Regions from separate parts of the Mus musculus genome. Here region 1 is linked to region 2. The links are chromatin contacts, called in public HiChIP or PLAC-seq maps. All regions are on one chromosome and are shown on one strand. Each heading gives the region's core, a stretch centred on a gene start, on an enhancer-like site or on the middle of the called end of the contact. The rest is flanking DNA. Distances are from core to core; before and after follow the strand shown.

Region 1 (6,543 bases), core at 2,182-4,681, 740 kb after region 2:
TTCATCAGATCCAACTACAAAAGGCTATACTCAACAAAACTGGAAAATCTGGATGAAATGGACAACTTTCTAGGCAGATACCAAACACCAAACTTAAACCAGGATCAGATAAACCATCTAAACAGTCCCATAACCCATACAGAAATAGAAGTCATTAAAAGTCTCCCAACCAAATAAAAAAGCCCAGAACCATCTGGTTTTAGTGCAGAATTCTATCAAACCTTAAAAAAAGACCTAATACCAGTATTCCTCAAACTATTCCACAAAATAGAAACAGAAGGAACACTATTCAATTCATTCTATGATGCCACATTTATGCTGCATATTGTCCCTAGGAGTTGAATGGTTTCTGTCTAATCAGGAACTTGTCACAGATTCCTTTCATAGAGGACTTCATAAAAGATTTTTTTCTATTTCTATCATGTTTAATGTTCCAAACACATTTTAAAAACTGGTTGAGTGCATATTTTAGCTTCAAAAGATATCATGTATCATTAAGAGGCATTTAACTATTATAAATTATTTTGATGACTTAAAATGTCAATACTAGCTGCATATGTATCAAAAGATGGCCTAGTCGGCCATCACTGAAAAGAGAGGCCCATTGGACAGGCAAACTTTATATGCCCCAGTACAGGGGAACGCCAGGGCCAAAAAATGGGAATGGGTGGGTAGGGGAGTGGGGGGGGTGAGGGGGGGGACTTTTGGGATAGCGTTGGAAATGTAATTGAAGAAAATACGTAATAAAAAAATGTCAATACTGAGTTGTATATTTTAAAATAAATTGTATTAGTTTAATAATTAAAAAGTTGGCTATAAAAGTATTCCAATTCCCTTTAAGAAAATGCATCTTAATTTATAATCAATGCAGGCATCCCCTGAAGTTGAAATTTTAGTTTTGCTGGGTTACTTCGGAAATGGTGAGCACAAATCTACATTTTATATAATCATACCAGTTTATTTTTATGTGTGTGGTGCAAAAAACCAAGATTTTCAGAAAGAATACCAACTAGTTAAAATTCTTTTGTATATGTCCCACTAAATTATTTTAAGTACTTTATAATATTTTAAATCATATTTTAGTGATCCAATAAATAAAACAAATGTTCAGAAATTTTAAAAAACTTGACTAATACCAAAACCAAAATTACAGACATGTGCATGGGAGTCCACAAAGCAATCAAATTGAGGAATTTGGGGTTGCTGGGGCAGCTGTGACCACATTCCTGCCTTGTAGTAAAGGTCACAGTCAAGGCCTCTGCAACAAAACAGACTGACAAAAGAAAGGCATAGCAAATTTACTTCAGGTTTTACAGGGCACATGAGTCTTCATATTGAAGACCCAAATCGGGGGAAACGATTTCTATGTTTCAGAATGGACAGCCATGTAGAATGTAATGATACAAAAGCATGTGGATGTCATGCTAACAGGCCAAGGGGTTGAGCCAACCCCTGTCAGGTGGGATTTTTCTTGCCTTCACTCTAGCATACCCAGCTATGGACAGGACATATCCGGAATGAGAGACTTCAAAAGAAAAGAGACAGCATGGCCTTTCCAGCCTGTACAGCTTGCTTTGATGAAATGGAATTTCAGTTTCTATAAGCCACCTTGGAGCAAAGGAAATCTGGTTTCAATGATCCATTTTGGGGCCAGTATGTGACAGAGACAGCAGACATAGAGGCAGGAGAAAGGTCAGAGAGACACTTGGCTCCTGACCCCTTCCAGTTTCCACTGACTCAAAGATACTGTGCTTTGGGATATTTTTTGGACTCCATTAGGGGCTAATTCGAATATTAGGCTAGATGAAGGAAATGGAGCTTGGTGCTTCTGGGGGGAATAAGTTATGAGAAGGTGACTAAAAGCTGTTTGCTAAAGTAATTAAACAGATAAGAGACATCTCAGTTTCTAAAAGCTGTCTTCAGGGTAGCTCTCTTCCTGGTATGCCAGAGAGGCTCTGTTATATTACTGGAAATTTTGGAGACCTCTACATGGGATACCACATACTGCCAAGGAAATTAAGGTGCTCTTCTTCAGGTTCTTGGTCTCATTAATAAAAAAAAAAAATTTAAGAACAGACTCAGGAGAGAAGTAATAGCCTGGAAAGAGTGAGAAAGGCCAGAATGTCTGGAAAAGCCCACCTCTGCATTAGCAATCATCTGAAAGAAATCATAAGAGGTATGAGGAGGAGGAAGGGGAAAAAGCGGAGGAAGAGGGAAGAAGGAAAGAAGGAAGTATGTTACAACTTAGGCAAGTAAACCTTACAAAACCACTGTAGCAATTCCACCGAGGAGGTGGGTGGGGTAGGTCTAAGAAAAAAAAGTACATTATCTCATGAAAAGAAAAATTATTCCTCCCATCTATTTAGCATAGCCTTAGGTGAATCTGCTTTCTAGGGGATGGTCCTGTTACTAGAATTTTGGAGTCATTCATGGCTGCTGGATGATACAGGGGAAATGGGTTCCCATTCCCCGCTTGAGGTTCTTAACATCATTATTAAAAACAAATTTAAGGATAAACTAAAAAAAAAAATTGGAGATGTAAAGAAAATTGTGTTACAGTTTAGAAGAAGAATTCCTCAGAGCAGGCAAGCTGTAACACCTCTGCAGCTGCTCAGAGGAGGAGAATGGAGGAGGAGAAAAAGAAAAGCTTAAGCCGGCACAGATGTCAGACATATAATGGACAACTATCTACATGGTAGGGAGGGAGAGCTATGAAGAAAGAGATAAGGAAGCCTCAAATGTTGATGAACTCTAATATGTTAAGGAAAGCATGTTTTAAAATGACATTGGAAAAAACGGAGAAGTTGGAAAGCTGTAAGGTTACAGCCCAGTAATTGCACTGGACAGGAAAGATTATAGTTTCTCATGAAAGGGATAACTATTCAGCCTAACTCTTTAGTGTGGTGAACCTCCCCCTTCCTAAGGGTGCTCCCCGGTCATTGGCCCACCCCAAATGAAAAGTTAGGTCTCCATCCAGTCCAGATATTCCAACTTCTTGACAAGAAGGAAATAGCATTTCACTAATGGGCCTATAATGCTACTGTGACAGCACATTTCCAAATGGAAGTTTATGTGACCTTCATAAAGCCAAATGTATGTGCTCCTGGTGCGTTCACAGAGAGAAAGAAGGCTTAGACCTAAAAGCATTTATTTAGCTCATAACCATACTTAAGCCAAATTGACATTTTGGATCTCGTTCCCCATCTCACTGTCTGATTAGTAAATACATATGGACTGAGAACAGAACATGCCCATATCACAGCTAAGGGCTTTGGTGGCTGCTCTGTGGTTCCCACTTAACAGAACTTGGCAACAAGAACCAAAGACCAGTCACAAAAGGAAAAGTACAAAGGGAACATCCAGCTTTCCTTTGGTGACTGCCAAGATCCCATCAATCTCCATGCCAGCCCTGGGAAAGCTGGAAAAGGGGCCTCACACCCTAGGAAGGAGGGGCCTGGGCAAGTGGGTAATGAGTCAGAAAGGAATGTGTACTAACCAACACCCGAATGCCGGCCTGCCTGCCAACTTGAAGAGGACCCAAGTAAATTCCTTTCCACATACCAGGGGCCCACATCACTCCAGAAGGCAGTGTTTCCATGTGAGAGTCTACCCTGCACTTTGCAGAACAGAAGGCTGCTTATTTGCACTTAGATGGAACTCTGCCACCACCATACCTGTCTCACTCCAGTTTTCTTGGCACTAATCAGGGTTGCCTTTTAAAATTCTCTCACAGTGTACTTCCTGAGGTGGCCCCACTGCTCGCGGGGAAAACCCAGGGACAAGGCTGAGGAAGGCATGTAAGCTTGTGTTAATAAAGTCCTGTGCCACTTTGGCCTTTTATTTGTCTTTAAATAAATAAGCCTGGAACACAAGTTCCTGAATTTGAAAACAGATGATTTTTAAAGCAGATTTCTTAGGCTACAAAATTTAAAATTTCAGTCAAAGACCAAGAATTCTCCAGTGTCACTTTGCTATGCCTCTTAGTCTCTCCACTGGTGTCTAGTAGGAATGGCCTTCACCAAAAGAGCCCACACTTCCTATCTTTTCTTTTAGAAGACTGTCAAGAGACAGTGGTCCTCTTAGGAAGCCCCACAGGGTCCGAGAGTAGTGGTGTTTACAACTAATTGATCACAACCAGGAAGCCCCACAGACCCTTTGAGGACACAGAAACACACACTCTTTAAGTAGGAAAGCTGGGGATACCCCTGCTCTCTGTTTTATCTGATTCACAGGGCCGATTAGAGGACTCCTTCCCAAATGAATTCAGAATGGCCATCAATAGTTACACACTTATTAGCCCAAACAGACAAAGAGTATGGTTTCTCTCTTATGGAGTCTCAATCCTTCTAGCAGTGCTTCCTTTCTACAGCAAGAGTTCTGCCAAATGCTCAGAGACAGGTCCAAAAGAGGCAGTGTCTACAACCCTCTCTTCTCAAAGGAGCTACCCACCCACAAGGGTATGGTTGTTTTAGAGGAAAGATTTCAAAACCCACTGCACTCTTTATAGATGTTAAAACCAACCAAACAAACTATGTGGCTGTGTTTTGTCAGGGATGGGTGAGAGGAAAAGAGGTACACTGGGTACTTGTCTTCCTGCCTTCTTTTAAAAACAAAATGCCTTGCCTGGGGTAGAGGCAATTCATACTTCGATGGAAAATTCTTTATTGCTTCTAGCTCCTGCTTCCTGTGTTATCTGATTGTGATTCCATGGTTGATGAAGCTACTTCACAACTCATAGTTTTGGGCAAGTGGTAGGTAAGCAAATTCTGTCTTGTTCGCGTCAGCTGACTTCCTTCTCCAGGGGGAAGAAAAACCATAGTTTTCCTTCATTTGTAATTCACTTCAGCACCACCACCATCCATTCACAATCAGGGTAGCTGCAATCTTTCAAAGGCTTATTTAATTTATGTGTGTTATATATGTGTGTGTGTGTACATGTGTGTGCAGGTGCCTTTGAAGGTTAGAAACTGGGCATTAGATCCCGTGGGGCTAGAGTTACAGATGTTTGTAAGACACCAGATGTGAGCACTAGGATCTGAACTCTCATCCTCTGATAAAGTAAGAAGTGCTAAACTTAGTGTTGAGCCTGCTCTCCAGCCCCTGGCCTGTTTATTTTTAAAGCCTGGTAATAACATCTGGCTGGTCCCTTCAACTATAGGAATAACATTTTCTTATGACCCTGTTAATATCTCTGTGAACAGAAAGTTTACTGTAACAGCAACAGCCACCCCCTCTGAAGTTCCTGTACTTTGCCAAGTGATCTACATATTAGGGACAGATGCCTTTTACAAAGCAGTACTCCAAGGGAAAACAAAAAAGTGGTCCTTTCAAAAGACTTGGATCTTGCCCCTCACTTGCCCCTGTGAGCCTCTCTGTTTAACAAAGCTGTCTAAACTAAGATTCGAGTTAATTGTCAGCAGAACACATTTTTCCCACTGTAGAAAGTCTTATTTCAAAGTATGTTGATTGCCTGCTGGGTTTTTTTCCCCCCATGCTCTCCACTGTAGGTTGCTGCTTGGGAGAGCTGAGACCCAGCCACTAGGCAGAGCTGAGTTTCAGTTAGCTTCCTTGAACCAACCCCCCCCCCCCTGTGCCCTGCCAGCATTCAGTGATCAGTGGGATTCCTGGAATTCCTGGCATAGCACAGAAGCCCTGTTTGGCCTAGTAAGTGCCCTTGAACCAAGGTTCTGACCCCAAGATTGCATTTTATTCTTTTATTCACATCCAGAGGTTAATACTTATTTATGTAAATCCTCTGCCAGGGATTAGTTCATCTTGACCCCTTGGTTTTTGATTGCTCTAATGGTCTCAGGTGTTTTGTTAGAGCCTTTTGGTACCCTCTTTTCACTGAAAGACTAAGGTCAGCAAGAATTCAATCACAAAAAGAAGAGAGTGGGGCACTTAGAAATGTTGAAAAGGCCTGCTTTGAAGTGTTCTAAGGAGCTTTCAGAGGCCACCCAGTTTACAAGGTTAAAACAAAGCTGTAACCTAGTGAACCCTACTTAATTCATGGAAAATAAGCTTTCACTACACTGCATCCTCACAAAAGTTTTTAGAGGAGAAGATGTTCAGTGGCCATCTCCTAGAGACCAGCTCTACAACTAAAGAAATCAGTATTACAAGAGTATTTGAAGACCATTTCCAAGCAAAGGAAAAATCATGACCCTCCTGAGGTATAAACAGGAACATGTGGAAATTCTATGTTGCTCTTATAATTGAGGGAACTGGGCAGCTGTTATAATGATTTTGATTATTGTTGTTTTTAATAACCAGCCCTCATTGACAGGGAAAGTGGAAATGTTGAAGTGAGTTGTAAATGGATGCAAACTGTTTTCTGTTCCCCTATGCTCCATGGGAGAAGAGAGTTAGCTGAACAAGGCAAGACAGGGTATGCACCATCAGATAACACGTGGAAGTATATGCAGGTTTTCATTGAAGCATAGATTGCCTGTTTTTTAAATTTTAATTAGTTAATAGACTATATTTATCTTGGTCAGTGTTCTATTGATGTAAAGAGACACCAGTACCACAGCAACTCTAATA
Region 2 (7,370 bases), core at 3,045-5,544:
TCACATCCTTCCCAAGTGATTTTATTTTCTTAGGTTCCATTTTTGTCTCCAGTTGTAGTCAGTATGCTTTAACAATTCCTAAATTGTGAGAAACATAATTATGTTTAAATACATATGTTTAAATACACACACACACACACACACACACACACACACACACACACACACATATATATATATATATATATATATATATATTAGAGAGAACTGAATATAGAACATAATGAAAAACCTAAGCTGATTCAAGTTATAAACAAAATGCTCAAAGACATGCTGCATGAGAAGAGAATTACAGGTAAACATAACTAAAAACATGGCACCATTAAATAGTCAAGCTCTTCACCTCTCTGAATACACAGGAGAGGAAGAACTACCTACATTGAGCTCCTTTGTCTTTGTTTACTAGAAGCTTCATAATAATCATCATAACTAGAATCATGAAACCATCACTTTACCAAAGGAAAGCCTCCTACAATTTGTACCCACCCTGGGTTTATACAGTGTAATGGGGGTTTGCCTCTTTAGATTACCTATCACACATATCCTTGGAAATATCCCTCTTCTTCTAGTTAGTAACTACCGCCTACCTTCTAGAAGCATTTTACTATGGAAAGCAGATTCCTAAATAATCCATCTTCATGTGTCCATTGCAGTTCTCTTTCTTCTGAGAATTCTTTTTATTTAAACTATTTTCTAAAGATATCTTTAGGGAGGCTTCTGTTAACATTTACTTTTCTGTATAGAAATGATTTGAAAGTTTAAGTGGTATGAAATCATATTTATAATTTAGCCATAAAAGAAGGAAGTCAGTGTATCCATCCAGCCATTTTTGCTGCATAGATTTCCCTCACAAGTCTTTTTTTCTCCATTTAAGCAAGGAATCTGATTGACAGAAAATGTTTAAATATTGTGTGTCTGTCTGTGAGAGGTATAGTGGCTCCCGAATGACAAGTATCAAACAAAAAACCTTTACTGAGGGAAAAGGGACAAAGTAAGTTTATAGCTTACAGCTACTCCTCTCTCCAACCCCATTTTATAGACTATTAGTCGATCCCTTTCTTTCTGTCTTTCTTCTGTCTCCAGGAAGAGCTTGAATAAGAGAAAATAAGGATGAATGAATGAACAGAAAAAATGATGGAATGAAGGGAAGCCTTATTAGCATGTCCTCTTAGAGGTAGGATCAGTTCAAGAACAATGAAACATTTTAGAGATTTCCAAGTCCTTTAAATCCATGGCCTTGGGTGGGCTGCCTTCACCTGCCTTCTACACTGAATTCTTAGCATTTACAGAGAGAGGAAGTTATCAACCTTCCAGCTGCATTTCCATAATATGAAACTAAACTCCTGGAACAAACAGAAAGTTTTGTTTTTTCATGGGCACTGGTGGTTGCTTCTAAGCTGTTCCTATAGAAAGCCTTCAGAACTAGATGGAGGCAAAGGAAACATATATTCATAAACATATATTCATAAATACAGATCCCCTACTCCCTGTACCTTTCTGCCAAAAGTTCACCCAACGATTGAAGTGCTCATATACTTCTTCCCTCCACCCCCACCTTCAAGTGAAAACTTGAGAGGAAAAAATAGGGGAAGTTAGATGAGTAAATTCATTAGTGCTTTAGATCAACTGAAAACAAGGAATTCCCCCTCCTGGATTTCAGTGGCCTAATTCAAACTCATAAAATACCAGTGACTAAGACGGTTCCCACTGATTTGTGAAATAAGAAGCAGAAAAAGTCAAATGTGTATTTAAGTATTGACATGCCCGGGTCTGTAAGATGTTACACTTTCTACAACAGAATTGAGATGATCACTACTGAAACTTTTGGCTTCAGCCAACTTTTACTCTGCCTTTGGACCCAAATTACTCCCATCTGTTCTGCCAACAGCCTATTTGGATTCAGATTTTGTTTCTACAACAGACAAGTGGCCCAAAGTAAGTCCCTCTGTTTCTCTGTGCTTTAGGACTCTTATCTATGAAATAGACACAAAACAATAGTACCAACAGCTTGATATGAGGATCCCACAGATCAATGTCATTTGACTACCTACAATAGCAGCTACCCAAAACACACTAAATGTACAATGAATGGTAGTCAATTTTTTTCTTTTTTCTTTTTTGTTATTTTAGTTAATCTGCTATGCCAACAGTCATATACATTTTACCACAAACACATAGACCTGGAACTAAGCTGAAAGTGTTTGCAGAATACAAGTGACTAGAGAACCATTACTCCAGGTTCCCTAATGTACTTTTTATGCAGGTCCAAGTATAAGGTGACATAACTCACTATCCAGGCTCTGTGATTTAGAGAAACTAACAGACTCATTCGACTACCAAGGGGCAAAGTAAACTGAAAACACAAGCACACTTGTTCCACAAGCCTGGGCCTCTTACAAAATAAATAGTTCAGATTTGGAGATGATTTTGTATGCAGGTATTCAGAACTATGAATGCAAGCAGCAAAGCATGGCTACCCATTTTCTTAGTTAAGAACTCTAGTGTTTTGTGTGTGTGTGTGTTGTGGGGGGTACCAATGGATTATCTTTTTTAAAAAAATATTTTATCCATTTTTAAAAATGTTGAAAGCAGAAAAATCTCAATAACATTAAAAGCAAGGTCAAAGTCTCGAGAAGAACACATAGTTACTTCAGGAAATCAATTTTTTTTTTCATGGAAATAAGGGGATATGCTTTAAAATGAAACCTTAGCCTGGCCTTCATTAGAGACATTTCCACCCTGTACCTCAGAAGAGCTACATTTTACATATAGAGTTATCACTATATTTAGATTAATATTTTAAAGTGATTTTAAACAAAATAGGTGCTACTTAGAATAGCTATTTACAATAGCCAAGAAAAGCAAATGTTTTGACTCTTATGCTGACTTACAAAGCTATCAAATTCAACTTTTGTATGCATCAAATGTGTTCCTTCAGAAAAACTAAAGGAAATGAGCAGTAGGAGTGTATTTACATAACATAGTTTACAGTTAACAGCACGTGTACTATGCTTTATATCTTAAATTTGCCTAAATACTTTAGAGTGTATAATAAATGTATAGTAAATGGGGAGTAAGTAAGAGAAGAAGTTACAGCTTAGAACCCTAAGAAGCTGAGCTAGCAGATGCTAAGATTAAATTACTGACATTTTAAATATATAGTCTGTATAGCAATTGTTTTATATTGATCTTTTTTTTTTTTCAAAAAAATCAGGGTAGTTTACTAGATAAGTATAAGACATTTTAGATGAAATATATGTTCTAATTCAGCTACTCATCTTTGAAAGTAGTTAACAAAATGGAATTACTTTGCATACCCTCTTTAACTCTTATTCTTCCTGATATCAAGAAAATAAATGGAATAAATGATATATACAGTAACTACATTCAAAACTGGTTAGGTCTTTTCATCTGAATAAAAACACCTATCCTCCAAATTTCGACCATGTAACCTAAACAGTTTGTTTAGGAGAAATAAGTTTTCAAAACTATTACTACAAAAAAAAAAAGTATGTAACAGTAAAAAAAAAAATAGTCACCAACATTTTTTCTTGTCAATAGCATTTTGAAATGAACATAAGGAAATTAAGTTGAAGACAGAGATCAAAATATAGATCCAGAAATCTTTAAGTGTGTTCAAGGCCAACAATAACAGAAGTGGTTGACTAAAATGGCAAGCAAGGACATAAACTGCACAACATGCCAACAGGAAGTAACTGCTGAATCACTAAGCAGGGAAGGAGGATCAGGGACATAAACTGGGAAGTTTAGAAAGAACTTATTTTTAATGATTAGAAACATAGGGACAAGAGAGCCATCTTATACATCTTTTCTTTTCTTTTTTTGAGAAGCATGGTTAGAAGTCTCCTTTTCTAGATTCAATAATGCAGTTCAATTTCCTGGGCTGCCTGGTTTCCCAAAGGCACTTACTGTGCCCAGCATGACTCCTGTGTCAAAGTGTCACTCCCTCTAAGGTGTCCCTTTCTCCCTTAACAGCATAGACCTGTCTGGGTATAAAGTTCCAGAAAATAAATATGAAAGGACTTTTTGTAATTGTATACAAAAATTACTTTGGAGTTGAAAACAAAATGTTATTTCTTTTGTCTTAATTTTTCTCAATTAATAAAGCCAGGTTGACTCATCAAGAAGGAGCTTGGATCCCTGAAACTCCCATAGTCCATTCCACCACAAACCTGTGAACAAACATTTCACACAGAGGAGGAATGGACCCTGTTAATGACCAGAGTGGTGATATCACTATCACCTTCGCATGACACTAGGCATAGGGTAAGCAGGAATGCAGAAAGCAGTTGACACACCCCTTTGACTCAGCCTAGTTTCAGTGCTTGCAAATCCTGGCTCCATTATTTCCTTCCTATGTCATTTTGGGCAATTAGTTTCACTTCTCTGTGTACTGCTTTCTCTACAGTAAAAAGAAGTAACAATCATACTGGGTTTACAGTTAGTACATGTAAAGCATTATATATTAAGACCTATGTCCTGGGTAACTATCAGGAATTGGTTGGCACTGAAATAGATGTCAGGGATATATTTAGAAAAATATCTAACACATATCATGAGTTCAATGAATGTTAATTCAAGAGTCAAAAAGCCTTATCTGGCACTCCAACACTCATGCTATTATAAATGTTTATAAGGAGGGTGATTATTTAATATACATACATACATATATACATACATACATACATACATACATACATACATACATAACTCTAGGGAGAGTTGGTGCTGTATTCCAGAATCAAGTACATGAATATTTCTCTGATAAAATGTATAGGCTTAGTGAGCTAAATAAAGACTGCAAGTGGACTCATTTAAGCTCAGGTCAGAACTTTCCATCATTTTGTGACATGAACATTTTTCTAACTTTTCAGAATCATTTGGACTTTAGAAGAATTGCCAGGTTTCTACTTATGAAGTAAGGAATAACTTCAACTGAAATCTTTTTTTCACTAATTCTCAAGGTACAAGTGACAAAATAAATTGCTAAAACCATTGTGAAATAGAAAATACCTTCAGGCATGGAAAATGCAAGCGTGCATACTTAATCTATGGTACATATTAGTCTAAACATTTTCTTGCTCTGATACGGTGTTTCCTAGGTTATCAGCCTGCCAATTCATTCCATAAACACCTCTTAGTCTCTTTTTAAAGAATGTTAAAAGTAATTTTTGAATGTAAGATAAAATGCTTAGGGCTTATGACTGCTTAATACACTCCTATTTATTCCATAGGAAAAAGAAGACAAAACTAGGAAATGGCAAATGAACAGTTGTTTGGAAAGCATGTGTCTCATAAGAACACCGAAGCCTCTGTAGTTGTTCTTAGGGGGAGCGGGGATAGAAATAAATGCTATAGCAAACTGGTAAGCCATTCTGCTACTACCAAAGGAATTCTCTCCACATTGCATTTGAAGGAAATATTTGCAGCTCTTCAAGAGCCTACAATAATTGGTTCAAGATGTTCTTCTCATGGCTGGTCAGCCCCGGATAAACGGTGTGCAGAGCCTTGTGGAAGCTGAGCTGACGTTTACTCATTACTCCATATGTTGGTACTTATCTCTCCCAATTTTTCACATACTAATTTTGTACTAAAGTATGGCTTCCTTCAAGGCCTATGCTTCCCACTTCCATGGTGATCCTGTATACAAAAGCAAGTCAAGAAGACCTGAAAAATGGAGATCATTATAATTCTTCATGGTTTACCCATTCTTGTTATCCTTCTACTCAATGACACTGTAGCAGGAGATCTGAATGCCATTTATGAACTGAATCCTTAAAGCTACATTTCAATGCCTAACTACTCGGTTGCCAGAGAACTACATTCCAAGTCTTATCTGGGTTCTAACAAATAGCTGTTGTTGATTTAAGACCCACCTTCAAAGTAAGCTTAGACACACACCTACACACACACACACACACACACACACACACACACACACACACACATCAAATTTTGAAGGTGTACAGTACACTTATCAAATACTGGGTAGAAATGATTGAGATATGTCTCTCAAATGGCTTCCTTTCACTTTGTTGTTTTGAAAATCCACAAAGACCAAACATGCCAAAATAGCAATGCCTTTAGTAACTCTGGGAGATAATTCATAGCAATGCTTTTAGATGTACATTTAAAAATAAGAAACTCAGAACAAAGAATGACAAACTAAATTTTAAAGATGAAGTTTTTCTGGGACTCACTTTTTAGCATTTACTATTTCAATTTATATTATATCCTATTTTTAATCACTCAAGGCAGTGGCTTCTAAATGTTGAAGAACATCTGAAATTTTTATATAGTCTTTTTCCTATCCTGCATGTATTTAGCTCAATATTAAATTACCGTGTTTTTTATCCAAGCATTTAGATGAAATACAGAGGTGAAAATAATTATTAGTTACTGAAGATACACTAACAGCAGGATAAAAATCAGCTAAAATTACTATCATGCTTTCTCAAAATTTTTCTGTCTCCTTCTCAAACCTATAAATTTATGTGTGTCAGGAGGGCACACCTTAATTAAGCCAAATGACATGTGACATTCGCCCAAATTTGCAGCTAGATCTGCATGTCACAGCCATGCTTGTCTTTTCATTGAAACTGAAGTCTTGGGAGCTATTAGCCTAAGAAAAATGATCTTCAAACCCTTAAAGCGTGTGCGTTAAGGGGGCACAATTTACAGATTCCAACATACTCATCTTTCTCTTCCCATCTGCAGCCCACTCAACTAACAGAAACCTGCAGCTTTGTTATCCTGCTATGGTGTTCCTTTTTTAAGCTGGAAATTTTATGATTCCAAAAGGAACAGAGTGGGAGCCAGAAGTCAAGAATGTACATTTAACTTTTAATTTAGTTGGGGCTACTTAAAGCAAAATAAATAATATTACATCCTTTATAACTCAAAGCCTAATTCTGTTCATGTCATAATTGCATGTTTATACTCATAAATGGAGATTGCCCAGAATACCTATATAATTACTGACACTTAAAATATTTCCATCTAACTCTTTGTAAGTATATATCACATGATTAGTTCTACTGACCAAAAAGAAACAGACAAAAATCAAGCAGCCACCTACTATCCTAATATGCTTGCTGGGCACAACCTTTATGCAATCATATTTCAGAGAAGTCAAACATTCACACTAATATAAAACTGCTATCTCGGTGTCTTTTGGAACACAGATAGTCACAGCTTTACTGTCTTTTTCTGGAATAGGAGCAGCTCAGATTCAAAACAAGAAAACTGAATTTCAGGTTTCAGAGAAAGAAAGACAGGCAGACACACGGGTAGCACACCATTAAGAGTTAGTTGCTCATTACCATCTTAAAAAAGTTATGAACTGTATG

Evidence for each region. HiChIP or PLAC-seq counts read pairs in DNA pulled down with a chosen protein or histone mark.
Region 1: a contact with region 2 is called in a FOXA1 HiChIP or PLAC-seq map of pancreatic cancer cells. The contact joins two enhancer-like sites. A contact is called at or near these places in 2 of 115 datasets of contacts at active chromatin or transcription factors (astrocytes and pancreatic cancer cells).

The regions. Positions count from the first base shown.
Region 1 is chrX:19,901,235-19,907,777 of GRCm38.p6, forward strand. No RefSeq gene overlaps it. Among named protein-coding and RNA genes, the nearest start is that of Gm23678, 140 kb to the left of the region's middle. Within about 2 kb of position 3,432, at least 72 of the 459 cell types and tissues checked have an H3K27ac peak or open chromatin away from gene starts, as enhancers often do. A contact at or near this core is called in pancreatic cancer cells, where this site is marked.
Region 2 is chrX:19,158,852-19,166,221 of GRCm38.p6, forward strand. Gm14636 (predicted gene 14636) reads right to left here. Exons shown (of 5, transcript NR_168020.1): 5 at 1-78. Among named protein-coding and RNA genes, the nearest start is that of Mir222, 16 kb to the left of the region's middle. Within about 2 kb of position 4,295, at least 70 of the 459 cell types and tissues checked have an H3K27ac peak or open chromatin away from gene starts, as enhancers often do. A contact at or near this core is called in pancreatic cancer cells, where this site is marked.